Linked DNA regions of Podarcis muralis: region 2 is linked to region 1. A link is a contact called in public Hi-C data. All regions are on one chromosome and are shown on one strand. The core of a region is the stretch at or near the end of the contact, and the rest is flanking DNA. Distances in the headings are between cores, read along the strand shown. Region 1 holds the start of TOMM20 (translocase of outer mitochondrial membrane 20). Region 2 holds the start of TARBP1 (tRNA guanosine 2 -O-methyltransferase TARBP1).

Region 1 (4,907 bases), core at 2,046-4,545:
TGAAACCCGGAAAAATACTTCTGGGTTTGCCACATATGTATCCCGAAGGATACGTAACCGGAGGTGAATATAAGTAGAGGTTCCACTGTATTAGATGTATATGACATGACAGTTCAGATGTGCTATCTTGTTAAACAATGGCTATATCTGGATGATGATATCTAGGCTTATTAAGCTGAGATATAAACAAATCTCACTGCCTTGCACATAGCCACTTCACATGCATACAAACCAGGAAGCCCTCAGTTAACTATTGTTTCCCATTATGTTCCATTTCAAAAATTAACATTATTTGAACTGTAAGATCTTTTACTCCCCCATTCCCCCACATTTGTAAAAATTTCAAGAACCTTGTGCTAGTAGTTCCTCGCCCAGCTGTATCTCTTCAAGGAAGAACTTTTGAACAGCTTCAGCATCTTTTAGATCAGGCAGCTGTAACAATGACATTTATGCAATCAGCCGTTTATGTCACAACAACCCGTTCCTCAAATATGCTTTTAAATACAGTACTTAAGAGCATTCTAGTGTGGTTTTTTTAAAGTTAGGTTTTTAAGCATTGGCAAGATGCCTGAACTCCTGAGATGACCTCCATATGAGCATTTGCTACAGAACTGAGCCACACTCTGTGAAACTTCTTTCCATGGAAATAATTAATTTAGACATATATCCATGGAAGGGGGGCTATGGAAAGTGCTGTCCCCAGCCCCTCAACACTCCCCCCTCAAAAAAGCAGTCTTCTGAGGGTCAGTAATTCTCCTGAATTGCCTATGATTTGGGGAGCAAGGGCGACTGCTAGAAAACATGAAATACATTTTCGGTGAGTGGTGCAGGAAATTATCTGGATTCAAGTTGACTAACATAGATAAAAAAAAACTGTTAGTACAGACAGCAACCATTTTACATGTCCAATTATCACACAATCACGCACAATTGCTGCCAACCCAGCAGTGGCCCCAAAATGGCGTGGAATGGGGCAGGCTTATGTGTGCTTTGTTGATGCGTGTGGGGGTCAGGAACAGAACCCCTGGGCAAAATGGTCACTGCCTGTATGATAATTTTAAGCCAAAATCCAGTTTGAAATGAATTCTGTACACCATGTATAATGTACCACAACTAAAACTGAACTCAAGACAACAAGGTATCAATACCTTTGAAAGTCCTGCTCTTTCTTTGGCGAGTTTCTGCTTCTTCCGTCCTATGAATTAAACACACCACGCATTTTCAGTTTCTATATTTTGGTAATCTACTGAAAAAAGGATATATTGATCTTTGAATCACAATACTATTTGCACTCCAAACTGACGTGGGGGGAAGAACAACACTTGGACATTTCGAAATATATAAAAATAAAACATAATATAGCTAGGGGTCCATATTTGGATAAGCAACCATCTACAAAGGCCTGTATATAGAGAATTATTTATAAGAACTTATGCAAAATTACATCTTATACTTCCTGGAAACACACTTCCTAGGATAAAACTATTTCCCCCTGAGCTCACTGCAGGCTCTATACAGTAGGAGGACCACTGCGACCAAGAGTGGAGGTAACATTTTAATAACTGTGAGAAGCCCTACCGTCCTAGTGGCATAATTAAATACAATGTTGCCTTGAAGGACACTTCTGGGGTGGGGGAGCTATTCTGCCTCAATTTGTCACATGAATGGCAGGAATACTGAACAGCTACAGAGAAACAGTTAACATACCACATGTCCCAACATCACTTGACTGCCCCATCACCCAGAGACTAGTTAACTGCTTCCTATTGCATTATCATGCTCTACTGCAAACCGTACTGGAAGAAAATGTTATCAAGAAGTGAAGACAAAGCACAAAATATTTATATTGTTTGTATAAATCCCTGAAAAATTTCAGCACAGAAAAGCTACCACCTCAATTCTGAGAACATGTTTCACAATTTGACACTTAAAACAGTTTCTGTGAGCGTGTGTTTTAAGGAAGAATGATCATGTTAAAAAATGTGAGTTTTTTATTGAAGAGGTGAAATAATGCAGAAGTACGAGAGAACGTTCTGCATTTTGGATAACTCTACATTTTTCTCTTGCATCCATCCTTATCCTGGAAGTTATAACAGCAACAGTACCAGGAGGGTTTGAGAATGCGTAACAGTATAGTAAGTACCTAAGAAGTCAAGTTAACTTTACAAAATTCGTTCCCCCACTCCCTGTAAGTCCACTTCCTCCATCTGGGCTCGTTGGAGGCTTCATCACCTTTCAGGGGGTACTTGTGTAATAGGGGACTTTGAACTCTCTAGGATTCTAAATCACACGGGAAGTCTACATGAGTAGAAAAGGCTGCATATGTTCACTTTGCAACACCTGAAAGGTGACAAACCCAATCACAGTGTGAGAGGGATGAACATGGGACAAAATAACCTAGGTGGGCTCCATGCAGGAGGAAAAATCTCAACAGCTTGATTAAGATAGTTAAGTTTTTTGAAACCTGTGCAAAACAAAGTATCAAAAATGTAACAAGCTTCTGCACTCCCAGGGACCCTTCTCAAAACACGTGGCAGGAAACTCGATATACATCACCATGCATTTCCACCGCAGAATGCCAATCCCAAATTCCAGGAGGATTCATGCAGCAGTGAGCATGTGTTTGCTGCACACACACACACACACACACACACGGTTTCTGCGTGCATCCAGTAAAAGACACACACTAGATGGGTCCTAACAGCGTGTGAAGCGATCCTCATCCAAACACCTGCAGCTTGTGACCTTTGAAATGAAGGCGAGCATGGCGATGCAAGGGAGCAAGGGGAAGAAGGTCGCCCACGCCAGAGGCATGCCTAAGTTGGGAGGCCTGGTTTTGCTTTGTCCTCGGGGCCACCGCAAAATCCCCGCGCCCGCTCATGGCGAAGGAACCGCAGCCTCGGAAGCAGCGGGGCTTCCCCGGAGGGCCACCCTCCCAGGCCCGGCCGCCAATGGAGCGGGGGGCGGAGAGGGGGGCCGGTCGGAGGGGCGACCCAGGGCCGGCTCCGCGCGGGGTGGGGAAGCGGCTGCACGAGGAGGCGGGCGGCCGAGAGCGACTCACGTTCCCGCAGCCGGTTCTTGAAGTTGGGGTCGCTCCTCCTCTTGCGGTCGAAGTAGATGCAGTAGCCGATGAAGAGAGCCCCGCAGAGGCCCGCGGCGATGGCGCTGCTCTTTCCCCCCATCATCCTGCCTGCCCAGCCCGCCTCGTACTTCACAGCCACCTTGGAGCCAGCAGAAGAGGAAGACCCCGCCCACCGCGGCTCCTCTCGCTCACTTACACACACGCTACCTTCGGCGGGCGGATTGCGTCATCAGCCAGCGACCGCGAGCCGAGCGCATGGGCAGGAAAGCGAGCCGTTTCCCAGCGGCACTGCGCACGCGCCCATCGCTTTCTGCGGGAGGGCGGCGCATGCGTGGTGGGTTCGCGCGGGACTCTTCCTCCCCCCGCCCCCTTAAACTATGTGGAAGGAGTCACGTCTGTTTTAGTGTCACCGGGAGTCCGTTTACTCTAAGCGTGTCCCAGGCTAACCTCTGCGTAAGGGTGTCGCGAGCTCGCTGCGTTTAACCCGCCGCAGAGGCTCTTACGTTGCAGGCATAAAACTGCTAGGATACAGTACTAGCAAATCTTGTGGGATCAGCACTGCTGCAGTTTCCATGCAATATGTTTGATGGTTGGTACAGAGAATTCCCCAGTAGTTTCCTGTGCTAGATCGTCTTCAAAGAAGGCAAGCAGGTCGTCTTCAAAGAAACAGATGGCTTAATCAAAGTTTACTTATATTCGACAAATGCCTCTTAAATTTTGTTAATCAACACTCATTTCCCCTATAACCTGTCACTGAACTGACCAAAATCACAAATAAATTGTTTACATGTATCAGCCAGCTCAGGTGGCAACCTGGGTGTCAGTTTGGGTTCATAAACCAAGTCTATCAAAGAAGTCTGTTCTGTTACACAACCCACAAAAATCCATGATTAGCATGGCCAAGTTTCTCCTGACTAGATGCTACATGGACTTTTTTGGGATACCCGCTGCAAAGATAATGATATAAATAAATAAAAACTGATCCTTTTCCCTTGTGGGGTACCCAAGAGCCCATATAAAGTCCTTTTGTAGGTTCTCTATCGGTAGGAGAAAATACCAACGCAACCAGAGAATATTGAGAAGCAAAGCAGCTAGTAAGCCTGATCTTTATTAACTGTTGCAACAGGGTGCTCCCCCACACACAGGAGAGAGGAGGACCCCAAGCCATACACGCAAGCCCTTATATAGATGTTTTTAATTTGCCACCCTGGAGTCCAAGATCACCCCCAGATACATCAGAAACCTGAGTGCATTGTTTCTCCTGTCTGGCAAGTTACCTGATTTCATTATCTGGGTTTTGGTCACTCTTTTGTTATTATAACTACTTAATTCCAGAATCTAGTTATAATAGATTCACACAGGCTCACACCCTGTTCTTATCTTGAATGTGCCCTTAAGACAGGATTTGTGAGGAAAGAGACAATGGGGAGGTTTTCCACTTTGACCTTGCAGAGAAATATGAGGTCAATTTGTTCAGGACCTTTTTTGTGCGGGTTTCAGATGTGGTTTATATATATAGTTAGTTATTTATAAATAAATAAATAAATAAATAATAAAAAAATAGTTTTAAGGTCATATATATATGACCTTAAAATTCTTATAACAACAACAATACAACAGGAACAGTTGCAAGTTTGAAATACAGGAATGAAGTAATATGCATTCTCTTTAAAAGTATTTTCATCAATTGGTTCAAATACGGGAAATCTTTTTTTAAAAAAAATCTCCAGAAGCAGGAACATTTAAACTTGGACATGGAGATGCAATTTGATAATGTGGTGATTTTCAGCTTAAAAGTATTGTTGAGTTTTGGGGGGGTGGAAGT
Region 2 (4,712 bases), core at 1,915-4,414, 310 kb before region 1:
GACCCCTGCTGTAGACAATACAGTGGTACCTCGGGATGCGAACGGGATCTGTTCCGGAGCCCCGTTCGCATCCTGAACAGAACGTAAGATGCAACTGCACGTCTGCGCATGTGTGGGTCATGTTTCACCGCTTCCGTGCATGCACGTGACGTCATTTTGACCGCCTGCACATGCGGCAAAACCCGGAAGTAACGCGCTCCGTTACTTCCGGGTCACCGCAAAGCGCAACCCGAAAATACTTGTCCTGAAGCGTATTTATCCCAAGGTATGACTGTACTGAACTAGATGGACTGATGGTACGATTCAGTAAAAGGCAGCTAGCTTCCTGTGTGGCTCTAGAACACTATAATTCCATAGTGAAGGTCCTCTCATTTTGATTGCTCATCTAAATAAGTTTATAGACACCTTTAGAGGCACACCACTGTGGTTTTGCTATCCACATTTGCTATGATAGACAAACTCCCGTTTTCGCTAAAGCAGAACCAAAGAGACTTGCTCACTTTCTACCAGTCTCTTAAATTTAACGCTACTCAGAGCATCTCACCAATGTGCCATTTAAGAGGTTTGGGGGCTGCACCTTTTAAGTATGACACAACAATCTGGGGCTACTTAAAACTAAAGCACAAGTGAAGATGACACTTCTTGTGCCTTAGCAGTGGATACAAGGGACATTTTTACAAGATACAGCATTGTGGCAAGACGTGTGTACGTGTGCCCAAGTTCTCTCTTTGACAAACGCTTGAAGGAGACCTGTTCTTTTATTAAAGGTAAAGGTAAAGGTACCCCTGCCCGTACGGGCCAGTCTTGACAGACTCTAGGGTTGTGCGCTCATCTCACTCAAGAGGCCGGGGGCCAGCGCTGTCCGGAGACACTTCCGGGTCACGTGGCCAGCGTGACATCGCTGCTCTGGCGAGCCAGAGCCGCACACGGAAACGCCGTTTACCTTCCCGCTAGTAAGCGGTCCCTATTTATCTACTTGCACCCGGGAGTGCTTTCGAACTGCTAGGTTGGCAGGTGCTGGGACCGAACAACGGGAGCGCACCCCGCCACGGGGATTTGAACCGCCGACCTTTCGATCGGCAAGCCCTAGGCGCTAAGGCTTTTACCCACAGCGCCACCCGCGTCCCAATGTTCTTTTATTACATCCCAGCTAAAGCACACAAATGTTATGCACTGATTGTAATCATGTACAGATGCAGACAAGATAACTGGCAATGTAATTCATTTCAGAGTGTGAGGATCATGGAGAAAAGGCCTGTCATTCACTTGCAGCCTATGACTTGCTGGTAACGGCTATCCTCTACCATATGAAAAATTCAAAGTCAGTGCTAACCCATATTTAGAAAGCTCTGTGGAGCCAAGCCGCAGGTCGGACATTATACGTGGCGAATAATACACATGTCCAGCCTGCCACGGGTCACACAGCCAACCAAGGCAAGGCTTTCCTCCATAACCTACCACACGCTGAAGTGGCCAAGAGAAAAGAGATTGGTGTGTGTGTGTGTGGCATGGCATTTGTGGAAGCAAGTTAAGCAAGGATGCTACATCACCAGGGCTGTACCATTTCCACTGTGCCGGTTGCACCTGCACTCCAGGTGTAGTTTATCAGAGACATCCACTGCTCGCTTCAGCAAATACCGGGCTCTTTTCCTGCACAGGGCATCGCTCTCCGTCAGCCCCTTTTGCACCACTTCCCAGAAACTGCTGCACTGCCTGGCGTCGAGTAGCTGAGCAGCCGCCTCCACCTGCGCGCTCGCAGGAAACAGCGCGTCCGAGAGGGCGCTCAAGACCAGCAGGGTCCGGCTCACCCGCTGCGGGGCACCCTTGAGCGGCGGTGGCAGCACCACCAGCCCTTCCCACACGAGCCCCAATGCGGCGCTATTCCGCCCCAGCGCCGGCAGCAGCCTCCCGGCCGCCAGCAAGGCTTTCTCCTCCTCGTCGTCCTCTCCATCTCCCCTCAGCAGCTTCAGGGCTGCCGCCACGGCTCGCCCGAGCAGCGCCGGCTCCTCCAGCCAAGGGGCCACGGCGGCCAGGACCTCGACGGCCGCTTCCACCTGCAACCGCCCGCTCCCCGCGCTGCCTTCCAGGGCCTCCAGCGACTCCCGCGCCAGCCGCTCCGCCAAAGGGGCTCCGCCAAGCGAGGCGCAGCAGCGCAGCGCCCCGCACGCGGCTCTGGCCAGGCGTAGCCGCTCCTCCGGGGACTCCCCCGGCAAGGAGGCGCCGCCGAGCAGCACCGGCAGGCAGCGGCCCAGCGCCGCCTCCCAGGCCACGCGCCGAGCCGCCGCGTCCCGCTCGTCGTTCCGCCCGCCCGCCGCCACCCGCTCGAGAAGGAAGCGCAGCGTCTCCGCTTGCTCGACGGAGAGCGGCCCGCCTTCGGCGCCACCGCCGCACACGGCCCGCAGCAGCGCGCCCCAGTCCGGGCATTGCGAGAGCAGCGTGTCGGCTAAGACCGCGTCCATGGCGGGGAGCGCGCGCGGCCTAGCAGGCCTGTCCGACGCCTTTCGTCGCTCTTTCTTCTCCCAGCAGCCCTTGCGTTTAAGGTGGCTGCGGGGAAAGCGAGGGCTAGCTTGATGAGAGGCCTGCCTAGCAGTCGCTGCTGCGCCTTTCGCACGGGTTGCCTTTTCGGTACCCATGACAGGCAGAAATTCAGCAGGTGAAACCACACAAGTTTCCCCTGCCCGCATTTGTCGTCTCGCCACCCCGTCACCGTGCCGGGTAATGAATGGGTTTCTAATGTCCTTGGAACCGCTTGCGACCAGGACTGGGTCAAAAATTTGAACGTTAAGGCTGCGGAGTGTAAACTAAAGGACAGCTTGCCTGGGAAGGCGGCGTATGTGTCATGTGGGTTTCGCAGGCCAGTCTTCAAAACTCTTATTTGGTGATTGCACATGCCAAAGAGCTGCACCAAAGTATAGGGTTTGTGCACTGCAGCCAGTGACAGTTAAAAAAAAGTTGTTTTCATTGATTTTCAAAAATAACACACACATAACAAATACCTCTCCTCTGTACCCCAGTCTTCCCCAGACTACAGAGTCTTATAGAAAAACGTTTTCCAAAGTTGTGATTGTAAGTCCTGTGGTTGCCAGCCAGTGACAGCTTTGAATTGATCAGTAGGCTGCACCTGCCAGAACCATTCTCTAAATTGATGCTATAATGCTGAAACAAGACCTGTTGCTGGGGAATGACAGCAGCAGCAGGAGGTGGCTTTTGCCCTCTTCGTGTTTGTGTGCTTCCTGGAGTTGGATTAGATGATCCTTGGGTCCCTTCCATCACTACAATTCTCTGATTCTGTGCTGTAATTTTGAGAGTAGGTTTGCACTCGGTGTTCTGGCTAAATCAAAATGCTGACACAAGTGGGTGTAAGGGGATATTAGTGGGAAGAACCTAATTCCTATAAGAATTGTCCACAGCATCCTTGTGAGGTTCTTCCCACCCTTAGAGGAGCAGAGCAACTCATGAACTGGATCATACTAGTTCATTTGCACCCAAACATGTGTTTGTATGTGCAACTAGTGAAAGGCTGTGCTGGATTATTCATGCTGGAGCAAGGTAATTGTTTTCACTTGCTTCACTGAAAGGCAAACAACTGGGTATGTTGGCCTTGATACAGAATATGTATTTTATTTTTGTTTTGTTCTGTGCATAAAGAAGGTGTTCACTCAGATTTTTGTAACATAGTAATTTACAGTAAAAGATATGATTTCACTTTCTCTGTGTCTCACATGATAGCAACATTACTATAAATGCTGATATGGCAAACTGACATAGTGACTAAAATAAATTGCCCCAGAGATAACCGTATTTATATGAAGTAGAGTGATTAAAATTGAATTAACATAGCACAAAAGGAACATGATACCAAATGGCATTTAGGGGCCAACACAAATATATTTTCCCGTGAAAACACATACACATAGGATTTGTTTATATGACCTTGTTAGATTAGTCATTCTTATCCTTCAACATGGAGAAGGCATTTTACCATAACAAGCTTTTAAATGAGCATGTGACTCTCATAGCAATCAGTAGCCTCTCAACGAGAAATTCAAGAGCATGGCATCTGTCCCATTTTGTTCTCTGTTATTCTTTTTATCTTTGAAGTCTGTTCTTTGGAATTCGTTACAAGCCCATGACTGCATTAGAAACAGCTTGCTGTGTTTCTCTCAGAACACCAGATGGTGCTATCGTCAAGACTTCCTACTATTTTGCGCACATGTACACACACACACACCCCGTAAAAGAACAGGTGAATGGAAATAAAAGTTTAATAGCCTTTCAGAAATTTATAATCCTTAAAATAAAAAAGAGATAATTTTGATCTGTATCAACCTTTTTAAAGAGCCTCATAAAACTGGTCCAGGACCAAGAATTTTGTGCCATGAACGTGTAGCAAAATGGAGACAAAATTTAGACAAAGGCTATTCAACATTGATTTAGTGTTTGAGGGGTGTTTTATTACACATTTGGAGCAGGATTCACCTAACTAGCCGTGTCAGCAGAACATGAACATTCATGAACATTCAGCAGAACCTGAATGCTTGGACTTCCACTTGTGCAAGAGGGCTTTATCCCCTCGTCTCTCTTTAGACAATAGAATTGTCTCTGGTGTTGGTCAGGAGAGCCCCCAGAACAGTGTGAAGGGGGCAGAAGAGTGGCGGGAAGCTGCAATGGAACAACTGGGAGTGGAATTCTACCCTTGGGAACTTACTCTT

What was found. A called contact is a pair of places that touch in the nucleus more often than the background predicts.
Region 2: a Hi-C map of tail shows a contact between it and region 1, with 3 times the contacts expected there. The contact joins the promoter of TARBP1 here to the promoter of TOMM20 in region 1. A contact is called at or near these places in 2 of 3 Hi-C or Micro-C datasets (blood and tail).

The regions. Positions count from the first base shown.
Region 1 is chr3:46,049,046-46,053,952 of rPodMur119.hap1.1, reverse strand. TOMM20 (translocase of outer mitochondrial membrane 20) reads right to left here and starts at 3,295. Exons shown (of 6, transcript XR_013392192.1): 1 at 3,062-3,295; 2 at 1,149-1,195; 3 at 351-432. LOC114590270 (small nucleolar RNA SNORA14) reads right to left here and starts at 2,126; the gene lies at 1,986-2,126.
Region 2 is chr3:46,360,395-46,365,106 of rPodMur119.hap1.1, reverse strand. It overlaps TARBP1 (tRNA guanosine 2 -O-methyltransferase TARBP1), which reads right to left and starts at 3,164. Exons shown (of 30, transcript XM_028724045.2): 1 at 1,562-3,164. The coding sequence starts at 2,684.